Regions from separate parts of the Ovis aries genome. Here region 1 is linked to region 2. Evidence: chromatin contacts called from public Hi-C data. All regions are on one chromosome and are shown on one strand. Each heading gives the region's core, a stretch centred on a gene start, on an enhancer-like site or on the middle of the called end of the contact. The rest is flanking DNA. Distances are from core to core; before and after follow the strand shown. Region 1 overlaps APP (amyloid beta precursor protein). Region 2 holds the start of APP (amyloid beta precursor protein).

What was found. A called contact is a pair of places that touch in the nucleus more often than the background predicts.
Region 1: a contact with region 2 is called in a Hi-C map of hypothalamus, with 4 times the contacts expected there. The contact joins the enhancer-like site here to the promoter of APP in region 2. A contact is called at or near these places in 6 of 16 Hi-C or Micro-C datasets (hypothalamus, liver, muscle and 2 more).

Annotation. Positions count from the first base shown.
Region 1 is chr1:131,144,598-131,152,042 of ARS-UI_Ramb_v3.0, forward strand. APP (amyloid beta precursor protein) reads left to right here. Exons shown (of 15, transcript XM_004002806.5): 15 at 5,911-6,894. The coding sequence ends at 6,012. Among named protein-coding and RNA genes, the nearest start is that of ATP5PF, 150 kb to the right of the region's middle. Within about 2 kb of position 5,289, at least 10 of the 54 cell types and tissues checked have an H3K27ac peak or open chromatin away from gene starts, as enhancers often do. A contact at or near this core is called in hypothalamus, where this site is marked.
Region 2 is chr1:130,836,341-130,843,253 of ARS-UI_Ramb_v3.0, forward strand. It overlaps APP (amyloid beta precursor protein), which reads left to right and starts at 2,537. Exons shown (of 15, transcript XM_004002806.5): 1 at 2,537-2,745. The coding sequence starts at 2,689. It overlaps LOC105613472 (a long non-coding RNA gene), which reads right to left and starts at 4,102. Exons shown (of 5, transcript XR_006055662.2): 1 at 2,383-4,102.

The sequences.
Region 1 (7,445 bases), core at 4,039-6,538, 310 kb after region 2:
CCAGAGCACTCAGCATTCCACCTTTAGCTTTCGAGGAGCTGGGGATGAAAAGATGCCATCTGCACTCCGTGGATGCCATGTTGTACCCTGTGAGACCTGAGGGCCAAGCCGCCCCACTGCAGGACTGGGGAAACATGAGCCACCCTCCCAGCGGCAGAGGGTCACAAGAATTAGCAAGTAGAAAGGAGGCTGGGTCCTGGGTGTTCTTTGGAAGGACTGATGCTAAAGCTGAAACTCCAGTACTTTGGTCACCTCATGTGAAGAGTTGACTCATTGGAAAAGACTCTGATGCTAGGAGAGATTGGGGGCAGGAGGAGACAGGGACGACAGAGGATGAGATGGCCGGATGGCATCACCGACTGTATGGACGTGAGTTTGAGTGAACTCCAGGAGTTGGTGATGGACAGGGAGGCCTGGTGTGCTGCAATTCATGGGGTCTCAAAGAGTCAGACACGACTGAGCGACTGAACTGAACTGAACTGAACTGAAGGAGGCTGGGAAAAGACAGGAAAGTTAGCTGCCTGACTCACATACCATCCTCTGAGCCTCGCATTTCTGGCTGTGCTCTGTTAAATAAGAGTTTGGCTTTGGCCTTTGAAGAGGAGATCAGCTGTTTAATTGTTGCCCTGCCCCTGATGAGTGCAGCCAGTGTGAGGGCTGGGGTAGGTTCGGGTAAACTCGTATTAATGTAAGTTTAATACTCCAGCAGTCAAGCAGCATTATGTTTCCTTCCGCACTCAGACACGTAGCAGTGCCTGATCTCTGAGGCAAGATGCTTTTTAATCTCCACATTCTTTGAAATCTCGGTTAAGAGGTGGCATAGAGCAAAAAGATGCCCATGTTCTAACGTCTCAGGACTGCAGACAGGCTATTTCTCTGCAAGCAGATTCGGAGAGTGAGGGAAATCTCTTGTTACTGGTGCTGAGCTTTAATGACGGCGTTGTAACTTACAAGTTCCTGGTTAATGACACAACTGCCGATTAAAGCCCAGTGACCTCATTTGTTGAAAACAGAGCAGATCAAAGGAAGAGAAAGGGCTGGGGAAACATCTCTGATTATTCCCCCAGGGACAGCAATGTGGAGGATGCGTTGGCGCGGTGTCCTCCCAGTGGAATTTTATGTCTTTCCAGCTGCGTTGAGATTAGCCAAGGCAGTCATTCCAGCTCCCGCACAGACTGAAAAGCCCATGAGGCGGAGTCATAAAGTAACCTTGGGGAAACCAGCTTATTCCAGTTTTATTGAGATACTGATACATAACACTGTATCAGTTTTAAGTTTGCAATTGGATGATTTGATATATGCACATATCGTGAGGTTGAAAGTGAAAGTGAATCACTCAGTCGTGTCCAACTCTGCGATCCCATGAACGGTAAGCCTGCCACGATCCTCTTGGTCCATGGAATTCTCCAGACAAGAATACTAGAGTTTAGTGAACAACTTTCATTTCACATAATTACAGTTTTTTTTCTTGTTATAAGAACTTTGAAGATCTATTCTTTTAAACAACTTTCAAATATATGACACAAACTGTAGCACCACATTTTTCCTCCTGAGACCGATAAGGACAAACGCCAGAGAGCAGGTCTGTTGGTGCTAGGACATCATGTCGAGGGATGGAAGATGATTTCTATACCATGACTGGAGAACACCAGCTAGTGAATAATGTGGACTAAGAGAGTGCTGCAGTCACTGTGCAAACAGTAAGGAGGTTCCCCAAGAAACTGAACACAGAACTGTCCTACAGCCCAGCAACTCCACTTGGGAATATGCATCCAAAGGAAATGAAATCACTATCTTGAAATGACATCTGTACTCCTGTGTTCAGCACAGCATTATTTACAATAACCGAGGCATGGGAACAAACTCAGTGCCAATTAGTGCATGAATGGATAAAGAAAATGTGATACACGCGATGGAATATGATTTAGCCATTAAAAGGAAGGAAATTCTGCCATTTGTAACAACACGGATGAGCTTTGAGGGTATTATGCTAAGCAAAATAAGCCAGACAGAGAAAAAGAAAAATAGTGTGAGACTTCACTTATATGAGAAATCTAAAAAAAAAACCTGAACTCAGGAGAACAGGTTGTTGCAAGGCCAAGCAAATGGTATGGGCGGCTACTTCTCGGAAGACCTGACCTCCCTGGTGGCTTTTCAGGGAAGGGTTTTTAAAGACACTGTGAGAGAGAAGGTCATGGGATGCCTGGTCAGCTTGTGGACATCCTTCTGTTGGCCGGTGGTGAGGTAGCCAGGTGGTATTTGGAGAATCAAGGTCACCAGTCCTCTGGTTCCAGCTAATTTAAGGTTTCCATGTGTGTGGCCAACAGGCAGTTGACTTCTTGCCTGTGCTGGTTTCAGTATCTGAGGGGAACGTTATTTTTGTTTTAAAACAGTAATAACACAATTGTAAGTTTTCATGTATTCAGCAAAGAGATAAGTACTTCCTGTCTTCTGTGGACTGTTTGAGGTACAGCAGATATGCTAGAAACCTGAACATCTTCAGTTCAGTTCAGTCGCTCAGTCGTGTCCAACTCTTTGCAACTCCATGAATCGCAGCACGCCAGGCCTCCCTGTCCATCACCAACTCCCGGAGTTCACTCAGCCTCACACCCATTGAGTCAGTGATGCCATCCAGCCATCTCATCCTCTGGCGTCCCCTTCTCCTCCTGCCCCAATTCCCTCCCAGCATCAGAGTCTTTTCCAATGAGTCAACTCTTCACATGAGGTGGCCAAAGTACTGGAGTTTCAGCTTTAGCATCATTCCTTCCAAAGAAATCCCAGGGCTGATCTCTTTCAGAATGGACTGATTGGATCTCCTTGCAGTCCAAGGGACTCTCAAGAGTCTTCTCCAACACCACAGTTCAAAAGCATCAATTCTTCGGTGCTCAGCTTTCTTCCCAGTCCAACTCTCACAGCCATACATGACTACTGGAAAACCATAGCCTTCACTAGACGGACCTTAGTCAGCAAAGTAATATGTCTGCTTTAGAATATGCTATCTAGGTTGCTCATAACTTTTCTTCTAAGGAGTAAGTGTCTTTTAATTTCATGGCTGCAGTCACCATCTGCAGTGATTTTGGAGCCCCAAAAACATAAAGTCTGACACTGTTTCCACTGTTTCCCCATCTCTTTCCCGTGAAGTGATGGGACCAGATGCCATGATCTTCGTTTTCTGAATGTTGAGCTTTAAGCCAACTTTTTCACTCTCCACTTTCACTTTCATCAAGAGGCTTTTTAGTTCCTCTTCACATTCTGCCATAAGGGTGGTGTCATCTGCGTATCAGAGGTTATTGATATTTCTCCCGGCAATCTTGATTCCAGCTTGTGCTTCTTCCAGCCCAGCGTTTCTCATTATGTACTCTGCATAAAAGTTAAATAAGCAGGGTGACAATATACAGCCTTGACGTACTCCTTTTCCTATTTGGAACCAGTCTGTTCCATGTCCAGTTCTAACTGTTGCTTCCTGACCTGCATAGAGGTTTCTCAAGAGGCAGGTCAGGTGGTCTGGTGTTCCCATCTCTTGAAGAATTTTCCACAGTTTATTGTGATCCACACAGTCAAAGGCTTTGACTTAATCAGTAAAGCAGAAATAGATGTTTTTCTGAAACTCTCTTGCTTTTTCGCTGAATACCTTGCCCCGCGTGAAACGTACATCTGGCTTGGCCTGGAGAGAGTAAGTGGAGCTGGCCCTGACAGAGACCCTGGGAGGACAAAACCAAGTTTACAACTCAGAGGACCCACCATATCAACAGAGGGCATCTGTTTAAATCTTTAGCCAGACGTACTTTTAGAATTTTAGTGCTCAGTTAAAAATAATAATCTGGAACAGTATGTTCTTTATCTTTTTTTTTTTTTCTTTTTTTTCTGAAACCGACTTAGGTTTAATCAAGCAGAAATTGATCATTTAGGCACTGCCAGGAATGTGTAACACTTAGTACCAAGACAAAAATATAACTAATCCTACCTTCAAGATACCTACAGCCTCCTGGGGCGGGGAGAGAAAATGAACATCCCCTCCCAGAATTTCAATATAAAAGTAAAGGCAGAATGGAGTTAACAGTATGTTGGGGGGGGTCAGACGGAGTGGAGGTACAGAAGTTTCCCTTTTGCTCTTATCAGTGGAAGGTGCAGGTTTTCTGGGAAGGAGACTGCTACGTCGGAAAACCTCACAGTTCCCTGTCAAGAGTGACTGTCTCAACTCTCTCCCATTCCTCAGTCTTGCAGAGCTACCCCAGCCTGTTTTTTCCCTCATGCTCCTCCATGGATTTTAAACTGACACCACAGTGGTTGTTTTCTGTTAGTCAATCCTAGAGCGAGATCTCCAGGTAGCACCCTCCCAAGGGGTTTGCACCGTGTATTCTATGTAAATTGCATCCCTTTCCGGTCTCCTGGAGCTGGCAGCTTGGACTTCACTGTGCTTCATCGGGAAATGTTGTTCCTCATCTGTATTCACGTTGAAGTGTCCAGAATTCTGCCGTTAGCGCACCCACTTTATTCGGAAGGAACCCATTAAAGGGAACAGACCCCAGAGAAAATATATTTGGATTTTCCCCCCTCACCTTAACTGATCAGGAAAGCCCCCTCCGAGAGCCATCTCTGCTTCTGTGTGCCTCTTTAGCGTATTAAATTTGGCAAAAGCAGGGATAAACTAAAACAAGGGTGTGGAGATACTCAGCAGTTCAGATTTTGAGTGTCAGTGAAAAGTGAAGTCGCTCAGTCGTGTCCAACTCTTTGGGACCCCATAGGCTGTAGCCTACCAGGCTCTTCCATCCATAGGATTTTCCAGGTAAGAATACTGGAGTGGGTTGCCATTTCTTTCTCCAGGTGATCTTCCTGACCCAGGAATTGAACTCTGGGTCTCCCGCATTGGAGGCAAACGCTTTAACCGCTGAGCCACAAGCATACCTGCCTTGGTAGCTCAGACGGTAAAGCGTCTGCCTACAATGTGAGAGACCTGGGTTTAATCCCTGGGTCAGGAAGGTCTCCTGGAGAAGGAAATGGCAACCCACTCCAGTATTCTTGCCTGGAAAATCCCATGGACGAAGGAGCCTGGTTGGCTACAGTCCATGGAGTTACAGAGTCAGACACAGCTGCTTAGCTAAATCTCTCTAATACTCGAACTTTTTTTTTTCCTAGCTTGACACCACACTTTTAAAACAGTCTTTCATGGAAGCCTTTTGTCCTTTTTCAAGCCAACAGGGGAAGAGAATATTTATTGCCTTAAGCGTATCCAGTTACTACTAAGGGAGGGAAGCAACCAATGAGCACCGCAAAAGGCAAGCCAGCCGGTCAAGGGTTTGAGCGCCACCTAGTGGCCAGATGGAGTGTCTGCGTAACTGGTGGGCTCGGGCGTTGTTGAGTCGGTCAGTGGTGTCCGACTCTTTGCGACCCCATGGACCGCACCACGCCAGGCTTCCCTATCCCTCACTATCTCCTCGAGTTTGCTCAGACTCATGTCCGTTGAGTCAGTGATGCCATCCAACCATCTCATCCTCTGTCGCCGCCTTCTCCTCTAGTAGTGTTAGTCGCTCAGTCGTGTCCAACTCTTTGCAATCCCACAGACTGTAGCCCACCAGGCTCCTCTGTCCCTGGGATTCTCCAGGCAAGAATACCGGAGTGGGTTGCCATGCCCTCCTCCAGAGGATCTTCCCGACTCAGAGATCGACCCGGGTCTCTTGCATCGAAGGTGGATTCTTTACCATTTGAGCTCCAGGGAAGACCTCCTTCTCCTCTACTCTACGTCAGAGTGGAAAAGAAAGGACAATTTGTGGGTGTTCTGCAATCTTGGCTTTAAAAAAAAAAGAGTGCGGTGCACCTTATCTTTCTCTGGCTTCTCCGTGTGTGCTATTAAAAGATTGTTGTAAAAAAAAAAAAAAAGAAAACTCATTTGTCCTCGTTCTTGCTCTGCAGGTTGACGCTGCTGTCACCCCAGAGGAGCGCCACCTCTCTAAAATGCAGCAGAATGGCTACGAAAACCCAACTTATAAGTTCTTTGAGCAGATGCAGAACTAGACCACCGCCGCAGCAGCCTCTGAAATCGGACAGCAAAACCATTGCTTCACTACCCATCGGTGTTCATTTAGAGAATAACGTGGAGAAAAGCAAACCCTTCTGTTTTATTATTTACTCATTATCGCCTTTCGACAGCTGTGCTGTAACACGAGTAGATGCCTGAACTTGAATTAATATACAAATCAGTAATGTATTCTCTCTCTTCACATTTCGGTCATTTTGGTCTCTACACTACATTATTAATGGGTTTTGTGTACTGTAAAGAATTTAGCTGTATCCAACTAGTGCATGAATAGATCCTCTCCTGATTATTTATCACGTAGCCCCTTAGCCAGTTGTATATTATCCTTGTGGTTTGTGACCCAACTAAGTCCTACTTTGAAACATGCTTTAAGAATCGATGGGGGAATGCTTTCTGTGAACGTGTGGGTTTAGCTGCTTCTCTTGCCTAAGTATTCTTTTCCTGATCACTATGCATTTTAAAGTTCAACGTTTTTATGTAATCCAAATGAGTTAGAGGAGTTTTTTTTTTTCCACAATTGCATTTTACTGTACAGATTGCTGCTTCTGCTATATGTGTGATATAGGAATTATGAGGATAGACATTTATTTCTTCGTGCCTGTTTTATGTGCACACATTAGGCATTGAGAATTGAAGCTTTTTTCATCCATGTATCTTCAGATCTTTGATAAAGCAAAGAATCCCTGTTCATTGTAAGCACTTTCACGGGTTGGGGAGGGTGGGGGTGGGAGCGCTCTGCTGGTCTCAGTTTACCAAGAATTCTCCCAAAAAACTTTTCTGCAGGATGATTGTACAGGATCATTGCGTATGACCATGATAGCTTTCTACACTGTATTACATAAATAAATTAAATAAAATGACTCTCGGCAAGAGTTTTCTTTGAAGGATGACTATGGACGTTAAATATTCAAAGTAACTTTGGATGGGGAAAAAGAGGTAGATTCAGGTTCTTTCACCCAGTCTAAAACCCTTTATTTATGATACCAAAAAGAGGTGAGAGTGGAAGGGACAAAATCAGGGAATGGGGAAGGCAAGCCTGGGCAAACCCTTCAAGATTTGTCTTCAATTTGTATAAAATGGTGTTTTCATGTAAATAAATACGTTCTTGGAGGAGCGGCATTGTGCTGTCGTGAATGCTTCCATGGTAACCACCTTCTGCTCCTGAGTCACCGGAAGACTGATGAGAGCTTTCTGATACAGGGTATCCACACCTGTTGTGTCTTAACAGTAAGTCCAAGCTGAAAACTAGGGCCAACAGGCATCTCCCAGCTTTAGTAAAATGCTTTATAGACCCAACTCAGTCTTCACTTGGTCCAAACTACTTTGCTGCCATATCTTGGTCCTCAGCTTTGTCCCCGTCTTAGTCCATTCATGCTACTATAATAAAATATTACAAGCTACTGGGTGGCTT
Region 2 (6,913 bases), core at 1,287-3,786:
AAAAGACTGGCTTGGCTTGGTCACAGAAGTGCAACAGGGACATCTGAGTGGGAGGTTAAAGGAAAAGGATGTGGCTTTAAGTTAAGACTTTTCGAGTAACCAGAGCAGTTCAAAGACAATGCATTGTCTGAAGAGCTAGTGAATGTCTCCTAAGCTGGGGCCTTTGGGTCTGGCCTGGAACCGTTGTGGAGATCGAAGCCAATGGGTGGGTAGTCCCTTTCCCAGAGTTTACAGTTCTAACTAGAGAAGTTCTGGTATTTACTCCTCAGAGGATCCTGAAGATAACCTCGGGGCAGGAAATGGCATTAAACACAGAACAGAGACACTGGCTGAAAAGCAAAACCAACAGGATTTGAGTGGTGACGAAGCAGGAAAAAGAGTGAAGAGTGATCATCTTTCTGACTCAGCAGCTAATCATCTTTCCTTGGGGAAGGTCTTTTGCAGGGATGGGTGAGTGAGGTGCGTCTCAACAGTGGGAAGGGCATATGCCACACCACATAACTTGTATTTTCAGAGATTATAACCTCACCTCTCTATTTTTGAGTTTTGTGCTCAATAAAAGTCCCTTAACTCTTCAAAAAATGCTTCCTCCCTGCCAGGACTAGCTCCAGGGACATGCAGTCTGTTAGGTCACACCTGGTCCCGTGCTCAGGGCACCAAGCGTGGTTAACGTTCTGCTGTTACCATCTTAAAATTCTTACTTTGGGAACAAAGGGTCCCATTGTTTAGTTTTGCGCTGGACCCTGTAAATTGTGTAGCTGGCCCGGCTCCCTCCCCATCTTTAAGTCATACTCCTATTTGCATGCAGATGCCCTCAGTTGCTCCTATAAACCTAGGACAGAGTAGTGGTGGGTCAACATGTCTGAAAGAAACTGGGTTTTTGCTGTGACTGGGGCTTTTTTCCCTCTGCAGTCCCAGCTACTTGTCACTTACTTGTTGTCAGATTTGGGAGGAGGTCTTCAGAGTCCTAATTTATAAATGGGAAGAATAACAGTAAGGGCCTCATGGGCTTCCATGGAAAGGAAATGACATAAAGCTTGTCAACAAATGGACTTCCCTGGGCTCAGTGGTAAACAATTCCGGGTTCAGTCCCTGGTTTGGGAAGATCCCCTGGAGAAGGAAATGGCAATCCAGTATTCTTGCCTGGGAAATCCCACTGCCTGAGGAGCCTGGTGGGTTACACTCCATGGGGGCGCAGAGTGGAAGTGACTGCACAACTCAACAATAAAAGTAAACAAACAATTCGAGGCAACAAATTATTTGTCATTATTTGTGGAGGACCGTCAAAGGTCATTCATGGGAAAAAGTAATCCACGAGTCAGGCTTGGATACCTAGGGGGCTGAAAACAGAAGACTACATCTAAGGCAGCTGGCAGAGAAACACAGAGTCCTCCGGAAGGAAGCAGGCGACCTCTGGCTGAGCAAAGATCCCACGGCTGACTCCCTAGCTTCTTTCCTTTCACTGCAGGCCGGCTGGGGACCCTGCCTTGGTGACTGAGGCCTCTTTAGGTCAAGAGCAGGGGATACGTTTGGGCAGTTGTAGACCATCCTAGGTTCACCGGACACTAACCCGACACTGGGTGGTTTGTGTTTAATCGAGGAGAAAGTGGCTTCCCAGAAGGTTCATTTCTGTGATTTAGGACAGACACAAGCAAGAACAAGGACAGAGTTTGAGCTATTGGGGTCGAACGGGAGTCATCTTTCCAGACCCTTCCCCTCTTAACTTTCACTTCACCCGCATCTCAGATATTACATCCCTGCCTGATTAAAAAACACCACCACCACGACCCATATGGTCTTCCCTTTCTCAAACCAAAAAAAAAAAAAAAAAAAAAATTTTTTTTTAAACAAAATCTTCTCTCAAGGAGAACTAAATAGGTCGCCGCTTCTTCTCCAGGTCCGGCGCCTTTCTCCTTCGGTTCGGTCTAAAGATAGAAATTCCAGGTTCCTCGTGGCTGCTTTTGACTGGAGCGGGGCGGGGGAGGGGGGTGGAGGCTTTTGCTGTCCTAACAAGCAAAGAAATCCTATTTCCTTTAAGCTTGTCTCGTTCTCTTCCAGAAACGCCTCCCAGACCTCTCCAAACCGAGACAGAGAAAAAAAAAAAAAAATCCGAAATGCGGATTAAAACGCACCCAGCAGCAGTCCTTTATACTACACCCCCGAGAGGCCTGCGGGGTCCTATGAATCAAGCTCGCGGGTAGGAGCGGAGAGCGCCCTCGACTTTTCTGGAATCCAGACGTTCTAGGACTCCCCTTTCCCTGCCCCTGCACCATCCCTCCCTCTCCCGACCCCAGCTTTCTCCCTCCTACTGCTCCGGGCCCGGGCGGTCGGGGGCCCGGGAAGGCGCGTGCAGGGGAGAAAAGGGAGCCGCGGGAGCCGCACCTGTGGGCGCCTCGGGGGGCGCGGGCCCCTCCCGGCCGAGCGGGCGCAGCTCCCCGGCGGCTCCGCTAGAGGTCTCTCTCGGGTGCCGAGCGGGGTGGGCCGGATCAGCTGACTCGCCGGGCTCCGAGCCCCGCCGCCGCGCCGCCGCTCCGTCAGTTTCCTCGGCAGCGGTAGGAGAGCGAGCACCCGGAGCAGCAGAGCGCGGGGCCACCGGAGACGGCGGCGGCGGCGGCGACACAGGCAGAGCACGGGCGCGGCGGATCCTCCTCGCACGGCAGCTCGCTCGGTGCCCCGCGCAGGGTCGCAATGCTGCCCGCCTTGGCACTGGTCCTGCTGGCCGCCTGGACGGCTCGGGCGCTGGAGGTGAGTGCCGCGCCTCGGAATGGGGTGACGGTGGAGGGAGGTGGAGGATGGAGGGGACCGGCTCCCTCTTTCATCCAGAGAAGCGGGGCGGTTGTTGGGGGGAGCGATCGAGGGCCCCTCTCTCGGCTCTGCGCCCTACGCCCCCGCTCGCGGGCGCCCTGCGCATCTCTTCCTCCGGCCCAGCCCTGCCCCGGGGACCCACGCTCCGGCCGGCGCAGAGGGATCCGGCGAGGTGTCGGGCCCCGGGGTCCGCGCCAGTCTCGGTGGGCGCGAGTCGAGGAGGAGGCTCTCTTAGGCTCAGATCCTGATTCACTCCTTCCTCGGGGCCGGGGCCCGGGGGAGGCAAGAGACATACTGATGGGAGATGGGGCGGTGGGGGCCGAGAGAACACGTGGGGAAAACCGAAAACGCAGGAGTCCCTGTATTCTGTCCCCAGCTCTTAATCGCTGCCCTTTCCTTTCTCTCGGGCCCGGGGGAGGAGGAGTCGGGACGGCTCGGGGAGGCTGGGCACCCCCCACCCCACCCTTTCGCTTCCCTTGGCCTTTTCCGCCCTGTTTCACCTTCCTTTCCCATCCCCACCACCCTTTCCTCGCCAGACCTCTTCCTCCTTCCTCATCGCGGAGGCTCCCGAGGGCGACCCCAAGGAGGGTCGCGCACCACCCTCCGCGGGCAAACTTTGTGCCTCTCGGCGTCTCCCTTTTGTGTTAAGTTGCGAGAGATGGGAGGGGTCGGAGACCCACAACCACCTCGCACCTTCCCCAAGCCTAGACGTCCAGGGCGTTCGCGCGCACCCTCGGATTCACCCGGAGAGGGAGAAGGTCCCCAGGAACAAAAGCCGCGACACCCCGCCCTCGCCAGCCCCGGGGCGCGGTGGTCTGTGCGCCACCCGAGCGTCCTGCCTGACTCCCTTCCCCGCGCTGCGAGTCCGTCCCCGAGGGGGCTGGGGCGCTGCCTGGGGACGCGCTGGCGGCGTCTCGGAACCCCTCATCTTCCCCTCCTTACCCCCATCACCTCCGAGGCTGGCTCATTCTTTTCTCGGTTGCAAAGTCCTTGGGGGAAAAATAGGCGGAGAGTGCGGCGTGCGTCTGGAAAGGGCACGGGCGGGTGGCGGGGCTGCACGAGTTCTCCCCTCCTGTGTATCAAAGAAGGCGTTTGTCGGATCGAGGCGCGGCCCCTTCCCTGGCAGCGCTGGGCACTGTGATTTAGCTCCCCGCGGGGGGCGCGGGCTGCTGGGGAGGGTCCTCGGGGTCATTTTTTTTTAGGGTGCAGATAAAAGGCTGGAAATTGAGCGAAGATTAAGACGGAGAAGATGGCGCCTCTGCAGTGCAGCAAAGAAAAGCTGTGGAGGCTGCAGCCTGGGAAATCCACCCACCACTAGGTGTATATAACAAGTCTGCCCCATTCATCCAACTCTCCCAACATTCAGCTGACGCCTGTGCCAAATCACCGTTTTCCTTTTTATCTGAAGATGCTTATAAGTTGTTTGCTTGACAGCTGGGGCAAAAAAGGTCGTAATTTTGCATCGTTTGGGTTCCCGTTCGGTATTTTACCATTCGTCACCTCCCTTCCCCGTTTTTACCCCCAACTTTTCCCCATCCTTGTGGTAATTTTCCCCAAAAAACAATTTCGTTTTCCTGTAATTCCACTGAGACTGTATGACTCTCACACCGGGACAGCGTTTTACTCCCTAATTTACAAGGTCATTGAACTTTTTCCTCTTCTTTTACTTACCAGTGGCTCAAGAATCACTTCGGGGCTCGTTAAGGCAGATTGTTTTAAGAGTTGGAGAATTTGGTTATTCTGTTTTAAAAAATGCATTTAATTAAGGGAGCTAGGCTTTTTCCAGTACTTAAAATTTACTCCTACAATTATTTCAGTTTTCTTATTGTCTTATTACATGTTGAAAGACACAAATTAAGTAATTAAAAGCCTTTATAGTTGAAACTTTTGTCAAAAAGTAGATGTTTACATTTTTTGAGCAGTATATTTTTCTGTGTGAAAGAAGCAAATATGATTCAGATTTCTTTTTCAGCCTGTTTGATTGCAGTTTTTGCTCTTCCATCTGTTTGGACATTTTCACTGGTTACTGTCACCTCCTTCAAAGGGTGGAGGTGAGATGCATGTTAATTCATTTTGCAAAGCTTTAAGGTAGGCAGTTCACTCTGATGAGGTTTGAGGGGATTTCTGGAACTCAGTCACTGTCCGTTGAAAAGATGTTAATTATAACTTGACTGTCTTTTGTAGGGCTTAGAAAATAGGTCTGCTGCAGGTGACTTGAGACAAGAAATGAATAAGGGCAATGATCACAGGGTGCTCGGCCTCTGGGAAAACATCATTACCTGAGCTGATGATTTTCCCTGGTACAGTGACAGAGTATGAGTTAAAAAGGCCCTGACATTTATTTAAACTGGCTTCCTCTTAAATTTTATTTTCCAGTATTGTAGGGTTTAACCTAATTCACAAGTATCTGCTTTGATTGTGGTGCTAATTCAGAGAGTATAGATACCTACTCACACTGGTCAGAACAGCCCTAATGGTGGATGCCTGGGCTCACAATCGGGAAGCTCAGATTCGATGGTGAGCTATAAGGAGTCACCATTTCTGGCTGACCAGTGGGAAGCCATGATAACCCGAGGGCACCCAAGCGGCTGTGGCCATTAGTACTGCAGAGAAGTACTCCAGACAGAATAATGATCCCTGGTTCTGACTGGGGAAATAAAGAGAAACATACGACTAAATAGATCACAAGGTTAAATTAGGAATGACTGAAAAGAAAGGATGTGGTCCATTGACTATTGGTTTGAAGGAAAACAGGACAGACTCACATAGAGAACAGACGTGATTGCGAAGGGGTAAGGGGTAAAGGGAAGGCGGGGGTTGGATTGGGAGTTTGGGACTGGCAGATGCAACCTCTTATATGTAGAAGAGATAAATAACAGGTCCTACTGTGTAGCACAGGGAATTATGTTCAATACCTTGTAATAAACCATATGGAAAAGAAAAAAAGAAAAATGTAGAGGTAATCCTCATGAAAAAGGCTTTCTCCCTTTTGCTAGAGGGCCTCTATTTTATGTTTATGGTGTACTAGAGACTTCTGTGCAGATATTTTTATGAAGATGAAGGTGTCAGTCATTCTTGAAATAAGCAGAGCTATTACGTACCTTTCCTGTGGCTGTTAAACTACCATTGAAGAGTATGGTAAAATTCAATAGAAATCTACGGTCTCTTTCTGCACATTTGATCTAGGTGGGGATATGTATTACTTTAAGAGACTTAGAAAGCATCTTCGATTACTATATTTCTCTAATCTCTGCCTGGTTGTATCAGTTACAAATGCAAAGGTAAACCTTACACATGTACTTTATAAATAAAGCTCTAGGATGTAAGGTTTACTTTGACTTGCATACTGTATTCTCCTGCTCCCAGGAAGTTTGCAGAGTAAATAAGACAGGCACATGATTACAAAAGAAAACAGAAAATGTTAAGTACCAAGAGGAAAGTGCTGATTAAGTGGTATACTGAGTAAAAGTATTAACAGTATAAACATCTGTATATAAGGAATAAAGGAACCATGGGATGAGATAATCCTCGAGAATTTCCTGATGATTCCTTTCCAGCTAGATTTGTATCTTAGGTTTGGGGAAGGGAGTTTAAGTCTTTGCATTTATAGTATCTGTTTACATACCTCTCTCCCGAACACATACCCCTGAGAATATGGGCAGAGCCATTGTGGGATTTGATTTTCCTTGTGTCCCTATTTATTCATTAGGGCCATTTTAAGTTGAGTCTCTTGGGGCCAAGCTCTGGACTATAGCTCTGGAGATAGCCTGGTGAACAAAAACCATCACTTGCTTCAGGAAGCTTGCAGTCTAGTGGGAAAGACAGAGGATAAACAAATCATCCTACATGTGTGCTCATGAACTGTGACAGATGGTGAGACGGATGGCAAAGGTGTAGGATACACTCTGGAGAGGAGTGCCTGCTCAGACGCTAAATCGTGTCCGACTCTTTGCCACCTCGTGGACTGTAGCACACCAGGCTCCTCTTTCCAGGGGATTTCCCAGGCAAGAGTACTGCAGTGGGTTGCCATCTCCTTCTCCCTGGGATCTTCCTGACCCAGGGATCGAACGCAGGTCTCCTGCCTTGGCAGGCAGATTCTTTACCTAGC